Regions from separate parts of the Hordeum vulgare genome. Here region 2 is linked to region 1. A link is a contact called in public Hi-C data. All regions are on one chromosome and are shown on one strand. Each heading gives the region's core, a stretch centred on a gene start, on an enhancer-like site or on the middle of the called end of the contact. The rest is flanking DNA. Distances are from core to core; before and after follow the strand shown.

Evidence for each region. A called contact is a pair of places that touch in the nucleus more often than the background predicts.
Region 2: a Hi-C map of seedling shows a contact between it and region 1, with 2.2 times the contacts expected there. The contact joins the promoter of LOC123444328 here to the promoter of LOC123444325 in region 1. A contact is called at or near these places in 2 of 6 Hi-C or Micro-C datasets (leaf and seedling).

Annotation. Positions count from the first base shown.
Region 1 is chr3H:470,333,355-470,340,162 of MorexV3_pseudomolecules_assembly, forward strand. LOC123444325 (probable galacturonosyltransferase 15) reads left to right here and starts at 2,879. Exons shown (of 6, transcript XM_045121011.1): 1 at 2,879-3,413; 2 at 3,536-3,606; 3 at 4,694-4,864. The coding sequence starts at 3,212.
Region 2 is chr3H:470,859,480-470,866,050 of MorexV3_pseudomolecules_assembly, forward strand. LOC123444328 (subtilisin-like protease SBT5.6) reads right to left here and starts at 4,352. Exons shown (of 10, transcript XM_045121014.1): 1 at 4,097-4,352; 2 at 3,803-3,897; 3 at 3,539-3,636; 4 at 3,082-3,255; 5 at 2,874-2,985; 6 at 1-404. The coding sequence starts at 4,204.

The DNA.
Region 1 (6,808 bases), core at 1,629-4,128:
ACCTCTAAAAACCCACTTTTATAACAAAATTCATAAGATTGAATATTCCCCAAAATAGTGGGATCATTACTACCTAAAGTGTACACTCTTCCAAACCTGCTTTCAATAGTATTGCAAATATTATTATGAGTAATAGATTCATCATGAGGCTCAAATTAATTTTCAAGATCACCAGAAGCATCATAATCATCTCCCCAATCATGATCATCATAATAAGTAGTAGGCATAATAAAATAATCATTAGTAGTCCCTAGATACATAGTATTAGAATAAAAAGTACTATTTCATCAAGAGTATCATCATCACTTGAGTCATAAATAATATCATGTCTATCCCAATCATATTTTTATTTTATAACTTCTTCATTAGTAGGGGGGCTAAAAGTATCATGTTCATCAAACTCACAATCCCCAAGCTAATAGCTTTGCATATCATTAACACAACTCATGGTAATAGAATTCATATTGATATCATTGCAATCGTACTTTCCATTCAATAAGTGCAATAAAGAAACATTTAATTTTATCACATATTCTTATTAGTTATTGGTTTACAATATGCAATAAGTTTGAAAAGATTAGCAAGTGGATGAGGATTCATAATCAGCATATTAAAACTTTTAGCTTATCTTTTAGTGTGTCAAAGATAAAGATAGCATAACTAGGCAAGATATAAAACACGTAAATAACGAGTTTGTGTGAAGGCACTTGATTTTGTAATAGAAGACTTCCCCACAATGTCGCTAGAAATTATTTTCTACTCCCGTACGAGTTGATGGGATTCCCAAAAAAGGAAGTGTGATGTATAATAGAAGCAAAATATTCCCATCAATTAAGTACCAAGGTTTAATCGAACCAGTAGAACCTTCTAAGTTAACAAGATAAACAACACCTGCACACAAAGAAGATAAAAACGTGTACCCATCGTGGCAAAAGGGTTGTCAAGCCCCTTGTCTTGCTAGTTACAAGACTAAAAGAAAATAGAGATAAACTTACAATATTAAAAGAAAATAGAGATAAACCATAGCGGTAAAAATAACATCACAAATAAAGAAGAAATTTTGGTAAAAGAAACTATTGTTCGAGAATAGACCTAGGGGGCATAGGTTCACTACTGGTAACTTTCTAGAAAACACGTGAATGGCATGGTAAACAAATTACAATTGGACAACTAAACAGATTACAATATTATGACTATGATCATTCATGGCATAATCTCATATAGGAATTATATTCATCATAATTAGACCATTAGTCCAACTGCATCTACTACTATTACTTCACTCCAAAACCATTATCCAACATGCATCTCAGGTACTAAGTTCTTAAAAAATAGAATATCGTAATAAGAACGATGACATAATGTAAACAGGAAGAAGTCAATCAATATGACAAAATCACGTCATTTTATCCTTAATGACAACAATAATATATGTATCTTGAGCCTTTTAGTCGCTAGGTTAGAGCATCACAAGATTGAACCCATTACAAAGCACAACTCTTTGTGAAGAAAAACCCATCGAACTTGGCCAAAGAAAATAGATAGATCACACATCATACAGAGTTATTTAATTATGCAGCAACAAAACCCAAAAGTTTCAATTGAACTCAATAAACCATCTAATAATATAGTGACAATTCATCATGCCACAACAAACATACTACCGATTACATCGAATAGATCTCGATAAAGAATGTGACATGGTATCGAAGATCCATAAGAGGGAGAGAACCATATAACTACTACTATGGATCCGTAGGTCTTAAAGGAACTACTCACACATGGTCATGGAGGCAACAAGATTGAGGAAAAGGCCTTCGGTAATGTCTTTCCTCTCCGGCAGGGCTTCAGATGGGATCTCTGAGAGAGAGAGGCTTGCGGTGGGCGATAAAATTCTTCAAGAGGCATGACAGATGGTTCGTTATTTATTGGGAATTATGGCGACGGAAATAGGTCAAGAGAATTATGGCGACGAAAATGGGTGTGATCGTGTCCCTATGGGCCCCTCCATGGCTAGTCTCTAGTCCCCCCCCCCCCCCCCCGAAGTTTCGAGAGTTTTTTGTTGCTCAAAAATATTGGGTAAACTCGACAACTATTTTGACCCATGTAGGTATTGATTTCTCGCAAAATAAAAAACAAGCAAAAAAACAGAAACTGACAGTGGACACTAAGTAAATAGGTTAGTCTATACAGATAATATAAACCAGTATAAAATCATATAAAAGAGACTATATAATAACATAAAAACAATTAAAAATTACATATATGTTTCAGACGTATCGGTTGCCCGCCACACGGCTGTCATGACGTGGTTGTCAACCACGTTGGTGCATCGGGTTGTAGCGCGTGACGCGCCGCATCTAGGACAAGGACACCTCAACCCGCCGTCAAGGACATCGTGCGAGGAGAAGAAGATTCCCTGACGCCGTTGGGCACGCCTCTGACGGCGGCGAGTGTGGTGAGGGGAGGGAGGGGGGCATCCTGACGATGGCGTTAGGGTTGGCCTCGTGGACGCTCGAGGGAGCGTTGCGGGAGGAAGGGGGACACTCGTTGAGATGTGACTTTCAACATTTCAACTGCCATGTTTACCGGGCAGGAGGACAGATCGGCAAAAGATTCCACAAGAGCCAGAGGCCAGTCACACGGATACATCATTCGAACAGTAGGTGTGCTTATAACCAATAACCAGACAAGGCACATAATGCGAGAGCTAAATCTAACGAGCGGCATGCGACCTGCGAGCGCGACGCGGCACGGCATGGAGCAGAGCACCACCGGATAAGCCACACCGTCGCCGATGCCTTCCCCCACGGCCACGGGCCAGCCACAGCCCACAGCCAGTCCACAAGCCTCCGCGGCCGGGCCCCGCGCGTCACCGTCAGCCACTGTCGGTGGCCTCCCTCACATCTCATTTCATTTCATTTCAAGTCGCTCCCTCCCTCTCTTCCCCCGTCCGCCAGATCCCGTCGCCCCTCCCGCGCTGCTCTACAGTTTCCCATACACTACTGTACTATAGCTCGCTTGGTTCGCCGCCTCCCTCACTCTCACTGGCAAGCACGTCCCGCTCTCTCACGACTGATGCCTATAACTCCCCGCGCCACGCACCTTTCCTCCCCCCTCCCCGCGTTCCCACACCGCCACGCGCTGTTCCTCGACCCGGAGCGTGGGCTCGTCTCGTGTAGCTTCGTTCGTTCATGAGCGGCGGCGAGCAATGAGGCTGTACATCGCGGCGGCCGCCACCGACGACGACGACGCGACGAAGCCGCCGCCGCCGCAGCAGCAGAAGCAGCTGCAGGCGGCGCGGCGAGGTTGCCGCTCCATTGTGGTCACGGGCCTGCTGGCCGGCGTGCTCCTCTTCCGCGCCGCGCTCCTCGCCATCGAGACCGGCGCCTCCCTCTGCCCTTCCGCCACCGGTAAATAAGCTCGCTCGCTCGCTCGCCAGCAGTTCCGTTCACTCCTTTCTCGGCGGTGATTCGTGACATGTGCGCACGGCACTGGTTAATCACTCCACCATTCCCGTGTGCGATTGCCTCAGGTTGCTCGGACTGGAGGGCGGGGCTCGGGCACTGGCTCTACGGCGGCGACGGAGCCGGCGACGCGACGGAGGTGAGTCCGGTCCACCACTAGTGTGTTAGGCCCGTGTCCGATCGTGCGCGCGTCAAAATGTGTTTGGACTGGACTTTGGTAGCAGGCCGCGTAAGTTAGGCGTCCCGCTTTCTAGTTTCTACCCGAGCTTGGACATGTTTTTTTACTCCTGTGTGTGTGTGGGCGCGCGGTCGATGGGCACGGAGATTCTCACGCGCTTCTGCTCCCTGTCAGTAAAGCGCGGGTTCACGGGAATGGGAATGGGAATGTTTAGGGGCCAGGTCGGCAACACGTCGCTGCGCTCCGCCGTGGCCTCCACCACGTGGCCGTGCCCGCCCCATCGCCCGGCCTGATCCCCGCACTGTACGTACTTTGGACTGCCAGAGCTCCACGGTTGACGCCCCAGTTGAGCTACCACTCGTATTCAATGCTGCATGTTCTGCGGTGCCCCAGATTAAATAGCCGGTGTGTGACTTGTGTGTGTGTGTGTGTGTGTGTGTGTGTCCGGCCGAGGTCAAACACTTTTGCCTGGCTGAAACGGCACCGTGCAGCGTTTCGCGGCCTGTGTTTCTCAAAAGTGGTGAAACGGCCGTGGATTAAAAACCTTTTCTGGTCAATTTGTACCCGAAAAACTGCCTAATTCGACGAAGAGGACGGAACTCTGCATAGTGCTAGATTCGTACGTACGTGCATTATTCCGGCCCGGCGGCCGGCGGGGCCGGCCAGGCCAGTTGGTGGGTTGGGATTACTGTGTTGCGAGCCGCTATGGATATATACAAAACCCTTGTGACTTTTCCTTCTGAACGAAAGAAGAACCCCTTGTGAGGGAGCCGACTTGTGAGTGAGGATTCTCTGCTAGTGGCCTGCAATCCAGCGTGGAAATGCTCATCGGACAAGACCTTTTGCGTTTGGAAGTATTCGTACATTTGCTCTTTTCCAAGCATTTGCAGCCCTTGTGGAGCTGTGGTCCTTTATCCATCCATGATCCATGCATGCATGCTCGTAAATCTCTGCTTTCATGTGCAAAACACACATGAATCTTCTTACTGCTAGTAGCACTTTACTGATAAAATGACTGTTAATTTTGATGAATTGATTCAATGATCAGGAATTTATGAAGGAGTGGAAGAGAAGCCACAGGGTAGCTACCCTGCTGGACCCCGTGGTGGTGGAAGCAGCACCGGATTCCTTGGACGATCTCATGGCGGAGATGGACACCATTCTGGCGTCCTATGATCGGCTTGACATGGAAGCCGTGGTGGTCAAGATAATGGCCATGGTACGTCAAATTTACATGTCGTGTTCCCACACTCTTTCTCCCGGAAATCCTTGCTGAACTTTTAGCGGTTTTTCGGTAGCATGCCTGCATGTTACTACCAAAGTGGTTTCCTCGCCGAAAGGCCTCATCATATGGTCCCTCTGATGTCCCCTGCTCGTGCCTTCTCTAGTCTAGAGATAAAACCGTAAGAGGTAAATGCACCGGTGGTGCTTGAAGTTGCCATGAATGTTCACTTTAGTGCCTCAACTTAAAAAATAGAGTGAATTCCATAGTTTACCTTGTAGATATGCATATGTGACACAAATTACCCCATCTAGTGAAAATTCGTCTAGAACATCACTTTTAGAAGTGTTGGGACCTCGTTTTCGGATGCATGTTCATTCGGTAAGTTGTGAGATGACGTCCAAGGTTCAAAATATCTAGACGATGACAAGGAATGGAACAGATGACCAAGAGAAGTCTGGACATGATCGCGAATGATGCTCTCCGTTCTTTGGACATTATTTTACGAATCATTGACGCAAGATACCAATCTTGTCTAACATAAACAAGCGAAATGCAAAGATGAGGGAAAACCATGTTTAAAGTCTTCAAATTTTGATATTTTGATAGAAGTTCCACTAAATGGGGTAATATGTGTCACAAATGTACAACTACAAGGTTAAAAGTGGAATTCACTCTAAAAAATACATCGAACTGGTTACATAACTTGGCATAGACGTGCAAATACGGTTCAAATCTCATCTATATACATCCACAACGCTGACGAGGCATTCCAGCGTGCCATGTGGCCCGCTATCAATGACTATACGTATGAAAATAGGGCATGTGGCCTAGTTTTTTTGGAAAACCACCTGAAATTATTTTTTCTTATAAGTAGGCCCTCCTAAAGAAAGTAAATAAAACTGGTCTGCTAGGAGTTCGAACTTGTAACTTGCAGTTAATATGCAGATATGGCTAACCAATCAAACATTTACACGTCATGTCTTAAAAGGATTCATATGCTTTATACACACTATGTGAAACAACATAAATTAAAGGAATTTAATCCAGCAAAATATAGTGCTGGATTTGTGACTCATACATCCGACCAGTGGTTATATAGCAACCTCAGATAGTACTCCAACCAAAAGGTCTCATGTTTCTAAAGTATAAGCAGTATTTATGATTTCAAATTTTGCATGTTATTGTATTTTAAAACATATTCATATAATTTGAAATACTTATGAATTAGAATTTTTTTTGTATGATTCAAATATTATTCATGTGAAGATCTGTAATCAGAGGGCGCATTGGGATCCTTTTTAAAAAAAACACAAACCTTTATATACTACTCCCTCCGTTCCTAAATATAAGTCTTTTAAGCGATTTCACTAGATATCTACATACGGAGCAAAATGATTGAATGTACACTTTAAAATATGTCTATATACATCCGTATGTAGTTCATTAGTGAAATTTCTACAAAGACTTATATTTAGGAACGGAGGGAGTATATAAACTTTCAAATAATACAAACATTTTCTTAAAGCATGAAAACTTGAAATACTACATGAATTACAAACATGAACAATTTTAAACATATATAAGAATTTATTAAAATATACGTAACTCTATAAAATTAATATAATATTTTATTTAAAATTCTAGCACTTTTTAAAATATAAAAATACTATCATGATTATAGTAATTTAATAGTGCTTAATTTCGTTAAATCATTATGTATATATTTTATGAAATCATATGAAAAATATAAATGTATTTATTTTAATTGTGTCTGTATTACTTATAACAGAAGATTACAATGTATGTAACTTTTTACAAATTTTTGAAATGAAAAAAATTAACACGTTAAAAATGGTCCGCACTGCGGTCGTTTTACCCACACGAGCACATTATGCTATGAAGAGAAATTATACTTTGTAATATTACATTTTGCCCGTT
Region 2 (6,571 bases), core at 3,102-5,601, 530 kb after region 1:
CGTGCAGCGCGCCGACGGCGATGCCGTCGTCCGGCAGCCGTGGAGGCTTCCCGGAGGACCCGATGGAGACGCTCATCACGTCGACGCCGTCGCCGACCGCGTCGTCCATGGCGGCGAGCATGTCGGCGTCGAAGCATGTGTTCTCGATGTTTGGGTTGGGCCCCGGGATGGGCCAGCAGACCTTGTAGATGGCGAGGCGGGCGAGCGGCGCCCCGCCCGAGGCCGCGCCGGCCGCGAACCCCCCGAGCGCCGCCACGCCCGGCACGGCCCGGCCCGCGACGGTGGACGCGGTGTGGGTGCCGTGGCCGTCGTGGTCGCGCGGCGAGCGGTACGCGTTCGTGGCGTTCAGCCTGCCGTGGTGGGTCTCGTAGGCCTTGAGGTAGTACCGCGCGCCGATCACCTTCCTGCGTGCCGGTGTACGTACGTATGAACTTTAATCTCTCTATGGTGGTGTTTGTTTTCAGGACTTTTTGGTGTAGGGACTAAAAAAAGTCCTATGTAAAACAAACAGAAGGGACTTTTAGGGACTAAAGTGGGGTGTTTGTGACTATTTGAAGAAGTACCTATGTAAGGGACTTTTTGGGACTTTTTGGCATTTTTTCCAACAATGTCCCTACTTTTAGCATGTAATTTAATAACTACTACTACATTACTAAGGATAACATGGTCTTTTTACATATCATTTAATGACCTCTAGTCTCTATTTAGTCCCTGAAAACAAACGGGTAAGGACTAGGGACTTTTAAGTTGGGACTAAAAAAAAGTCCCATGACTTCTCAAACAAACAGGCCTATATCTAACAAACGTGTGGACAAGCACAGTGACGCAAAGATGAGGTTAACAGTCATCTGATTTGGCCTATGAAATAACAGCTGAGTAAACAAGTTTGCATAATTGCGCGTCAAGTTTTCTGCAGCTCTCGAGGGAGCAACATCTGACGCTTTCAGACTGACTGGGATCTCGTTTTACACGGACTGCGAGGAAGGCGTCACGGGATGCTACCTAATCTGCTGCCGCAGCTGCATCATCAGAGAGAAAACTACTCTACCGCAGACTGTTTGTACGTCTGCTGCTAAGACCATCTCCAACAGGCGCCTAAAAAACGACTTTATCGTGCGCTGGTCGTCTGGTTTTGCGCGTCGCGCAGCGCTGGCTCCAACAGCCGCGCTATAATGCATCGCGCACGCCGCTCCAGCAGTGCCCAAAGATGCAGCTCGCACAATTTTTTTTAATAAATAGATTGCATTTAAATAAAAAAGATACAAAGTTATTTTACATAGATAGCAACTAGATAGGTAGTTCGAAAACATAGATAGATAGTTCGGTGCTAGATAGTTTGATAAAAAAAATACTAATCCTAGTCGCTCCAGTCATCTGCATCACCATTGTCGTCGGTGTCGTCGGAGGTTGACAGCCAAATGTCAAACCATCGTTCATCTTCTTCAGTGAAGAAGGAACTCCCGCCTGCATTGACGAGGTCGGCATGCGCACACGCCAAAGCCTTCCGACGACGTCTATCCAACCGCTCCTCGCGGCGCCGGCGCGTGTCCTCCTCGCGACGCCGGTCCCAGTACTCCTGCTCGTAGGCGACGTCTTCCGGGTGGCGCCGGCGCCACTCCGCCATGACCCGCTCGTCCTCCTGGGCGACGAGGAGGTGGCGCTGCATCGCAGTGTGCTCCGCACGGTCTTGTGCGGAGTTAAGGCGAGGCGGCGGGGCGAGGTCTAATGCCTGCTGGAGCGTGCGGACGTCGGGGAAGTTCATCTGCAGTCGCGGCCTGCCTAGGCGCCACGCCGCCGCGTCGAACGCGCGGGCGGCCTCGTGCGTCGTGTCGTACGTGCCGAGGCTCAGCCGGAGATCGCCGGAGCGTATCTCGGCGTAGAACCCGCCGTTGGGGCGCTGGCGAACGCCGCGGTAGCCCGATGCAGACCGGCGGCGCGGCGGCATGGTGGCTCGTCGGCGGCGGTGGCAGCGCGAGAAGGGAGAGAGAGCGCGGCGCGAGAGGCAGGGAGAACGCGACGGCGGCGCGAGCGGCAGAGGAAGAGAGAAGAGAGAACGCGGCACGAGAGGCAGGGCAGCGCGCTGCCTTTTATGGCACGCGCGGGACGCGGCGCCGCAAAAATGACGCACGGGCTGCCGCCTTTTCGCGCGCGCTAGCGGTTCCCTCGCGCGCGGTTTTTTCCCGCCGCCGCTGGAGCGCGCATTTCAGTCCCGCGCGCGGTAAACTGGCGTTTTTTAGCGTGCGCGGCTTTTTGCGCGCCTGTTGGAGATGCTCTAAGCCATGCAGGCAGAGATTATAAAACAAGCTGTGCACTGCAGCCCTGCAGGACTCGGCCGGCAAGGCGCCAAGCTGGAGTCTTGCTCCCGAGCTGGCCCGCCATCTCGGGTTTTTGTTCGGACGTCCACGGTCTGGTCCCGGTTGAAGCGTGCAGCCACCCACGCCGGAGATTCTAGTTTGGATACATCGACGTCGTGGACTGGCTTGGCTATGTGTGTGTGTGCGCGCGCGTGGTGGTTCTCCTTTGGTCGTCAGTCGTCACTGTCTTGTCATCGCAATCATAGGTTGATGCACTGCATGTATGTCTGCCTTTTGTTTTGTTTTGTTGTCTTAGTTCGATATTGTTCTGATTTTTAGTTTGACGAAGTGATCGATATCCATATGGTCACACGATGGAATACGGCAAGAGGCCGTGCATATGTCCCCTATTTCCAGCAAGAATATACTAGCCTGAATAGACCGACCAACCAATCTTCCAGCAATAACAAGGTACCCATGAAGTATGAATTTGTATGTGATAAACTACTAATACCAGCTAAAAGAACTAATACAAGCTGATTATTATACCCTAAAAACATACTACAAGTAATAGCTGACCTGTTGCAGGAGGAGGCATTGAAGGAATCTCCTCCTTGACACACTCCCTTCCACCGCGCGGGCACTGGCCCTAGCCCTTCGTCGCCGAAGCTCCTCGACTCCGGCCAAATCCCTGTAGTGTCAAACAATCGCTTCTTGTCAACGCAGTTCAGTTTCACTCCCCGTGTTTGCCAAAGCAGTTCGGTAGTATTCAGTAGAGCCTTCTCACCGGAGTCCAGCATGCCTACGATGACATTCTCGCCGGCGTGAGCGCCGGACGGCAGCCAGTCCCCGCTGTCCAGGCCTCGGAACCCTTCCTCCAAGCCCACAAACTCCCAAGACCTCGTGGTGTGTGGGGACCACCTCCCGTCGCTCCGAAAGGTAGACACCACCTCAGTCCTCTCTGCAGGAGCAGGAAACTCCACATGCATGGCATGAGCCAGACGAACAAGGACATATACCAACAGTGATAGACAAATCACAATACAGTATTACTCCCTTTTAGAGATTCCACTAAAAGACTATACACGGAGCAAAATAAGTGAATGTATATTCTAAAATATGTCTATGTACATGCGTATGTAGTTCATAGTGTAATCTCTAAAATGTCTTATATTTAGGAACGGACGGAGTATTTATCGTGCATCCATTTTTGAGAAAATCCCTGGTGTCACTGTAGACACTACCTGAAAGCTTTGTGGCTTCATCATCGGAGAGAAGAGCCGCGAAGCCATTCAGGCTGTGCTTGTAGCTGTACAGCAGCGACGCCCGCGCCTCCTCCTCGCTGGTGAACGAGGGAAAAAGAGCGCGTGAATGGTTAGCTGCGACTTGTACACGAAGCCGGACTCGCTAGTATCCCAGTATCCGGCGCTGCCACTGCCACATGTATGTACGCAACTACGCATGCATGCATTCATTAATGGCTGTGTATGTAACGAGTATGTATGTACCTGCCCTTGACGGAGAGGAGGAGGGCATGGTGATCATCAAGGACAGTTTCCTTCGACTTCTCTCCTGCGTGCTCGCCCAGATACACTATATAGACCTGTCCACAACGGCGATATGAAAGTTTAGTAATCCGTCCCTTCTGCAGAGCACGCAGCTCACACAGAATTAAGCGTAGGGAGTTAAGCGAAACAGAAGCATCATGAACGGCAGGACCGTGCCGGCCATGAACTAGTCGAACTAAACCCGTGAGAAATCTGTTGATTAACAGCGAAAAATGGATTGATTGAGATGATGACCTGGCCTTGCTTGGTAGAGGCTGAGGCAGTGAGGAAGGAGAAGAGGAAGAGGAAGAAGAGAAGTCCGGACATGGCCGGTCGTCCGCTGCCTCCTCCTGTCGCCTCCATCGGAACGCCGTATCTCCCTCCGTGTTTCCACGGCTTGGAGGCTGTTTATATATGCACTATACAGAGTTACAGACAGAGGTTCTGTGGCGAGGCGATGGATCGGGCAAAAGGGACACGGTGGAATAGTTTGATTGTCTCTCGCCCTCTAAGACGATACCATCTTTTGCTTCTTGTATTATATTGTTTGTAATTTTTTGCTTTCTTCCCAGTATTCCTTTTTTTCCCTTTTGGAGGAAGAATCTTCCCTAGCCTCAACTTGAAGCTGTGATGACTTATTTAACTTGGATAGTTTGGTCTGGATTGGATACATATACTCTGCATTCTTGGCATTTTCAGCAAGAACAAAAAGAGCTAGTCTGACACTGCAATCGCACCCACTACTGTCTTATCTGTATTTTTACTTTGTTAGAGAAAAGTCACTTGTGTTCTTCACCGCATTCAGGAAAACACACACTTATTATGGTATTACTAATAATATGTGCACCCCGCGTGCAGTGTAGTAAGAATTTTAAGAAATAAGTGTTTTGAAATAGCAGATAAAAGAAAACCAGCTATATCGTCCATATGATGGAGAAATAGTGGAGTTAAATGGAAAGTGTAGGTACAAATTATCTAAACAATATGTGTCAATTTAGTGAGAACACTCGAGGCCAATGGTATGTTAAATGCTTGAGAAGGGCATCTTCAAAGCGGACTCTCAATGTAACCGTCCGGACGTGTTTAGCCATCCAACATGGATGACCACACATATTTTTTTGGTTAATCCGAGACAACTTTGTGTGTGTGTGTGGTGGGGGGTGGGGGGGGAGGGCTTTGTTGGAGTCCGGATAGCATCCATGTAGGGCTTCGACACCCTTGGCCAACCCCCAAAACCCCTTCTCGAGCCCGCGCCTCCATCCCTTCATCTTTGTCTCTTCATCACTTTTATATCTAGCCTGTGTCGTTGCTCCACCACCCTCACTGCAGCGCCACACCCTTGTCAAAACTTGACGAGTCTCTCACCTCCAACTGTACACCTGGGCTCCATGCCACTTCTCCTCCGCCTCCGTCCCAAAACTCTCCTTCGACCGCCTCGCAGGTACCATATGCTCTTATGATACCCACAATGCCCGGCAATTGTTCGGTGAATTACCCAAGCTAATTTCTTCGTCCCTTCTTCTTTGAAGCAATGTATTTGGATACGGAATACATATACGAGCACTATGTTGAAACGTCCGATAAGGAGGACTACACGTATGAGACGGTGATGATGCAGGCAGTCCTTGTAGATGTGGAGCATGCGGAGGAGGATATTCTCAATTTTCAAGGGATCGGTCAACGGTCGTCGAGTGCTCAACTGCAAGAGGGCGCATGTCCATTTGACGCCGATGTACGACTAGTTTTCCCTGGATGCCTTCTTCGCTCACAATATTCACAGGCACTTTCGGATGCGCAAAAACGTTTTCGGTCTTCTCTACCATGGCGTCCAGTCCTTTGATGACTACGTCATCTTGAAGAAAGACGTCATGGGAAGGATTGGGTTCTTTCGTTACCAGAAGTGCACTCACACACTGAAGATGCTTGCATGCACGGCTGTTGAATCGTGGGACTACTACCTATGAATGTTTGAGAGTACATGCGAAGATGCCATGGTCAGGTGTGCAACTGTCGTGGTCGAGGTGTTTCAACCTCAAAACCTGAGAGAAGTAACTTGGTAGACACCGGGAGGATCTTTGAAATCTCGAAAGAAAGAGGGTGGCCAGGTTTAGTCGAATCTCTTGACTATATGCATTGGAAATGGAAGAACGGTCTCAAAGCTTTAGAAGGGCAATACGAGAGTCATGTTTAGAAGCCCACCATCATTCTTAAAGAAGTTGCATCACATGATCTTTGGATTTGGCACGCTTTCTTTGGCGCTACAATGTGCTGCAGCGACCACCATTGTTTGCTAAGATGACTGAAGGAAAAGCTCCTCCTTGCCACTATACTGTTAATCGACATGATTACAACATGGGCTACTATCTGGTTGACGATATCTATCCTATGTGTGTCAACACCATCTCTAACCCAGTTGGACAGAAAAAATATCACTTTGTCGAAAGACATGAAGCGACTAGAAAGGATGTTGAGAGGGTATTTGGAGTTCAGCAAGCACGTTTTGCACTTGTTGGTGGACCTGCTAAAAAAGGGATCTGGAGATCTTGTGGGAGGTGATGACCTGTTGTGTGATCATGCACAACATGATTGTGAAGGATGAGCTGAGGATGCTGCCACAACTCTTGAATTTGAGAACATGGAGGATCCTATCAAACTTTCCGACCAGAATCCGTCTACATTTGAAGAGCTTGTTCAAATGCATCAATAAATTCGGCATCGAGCGACTCATGA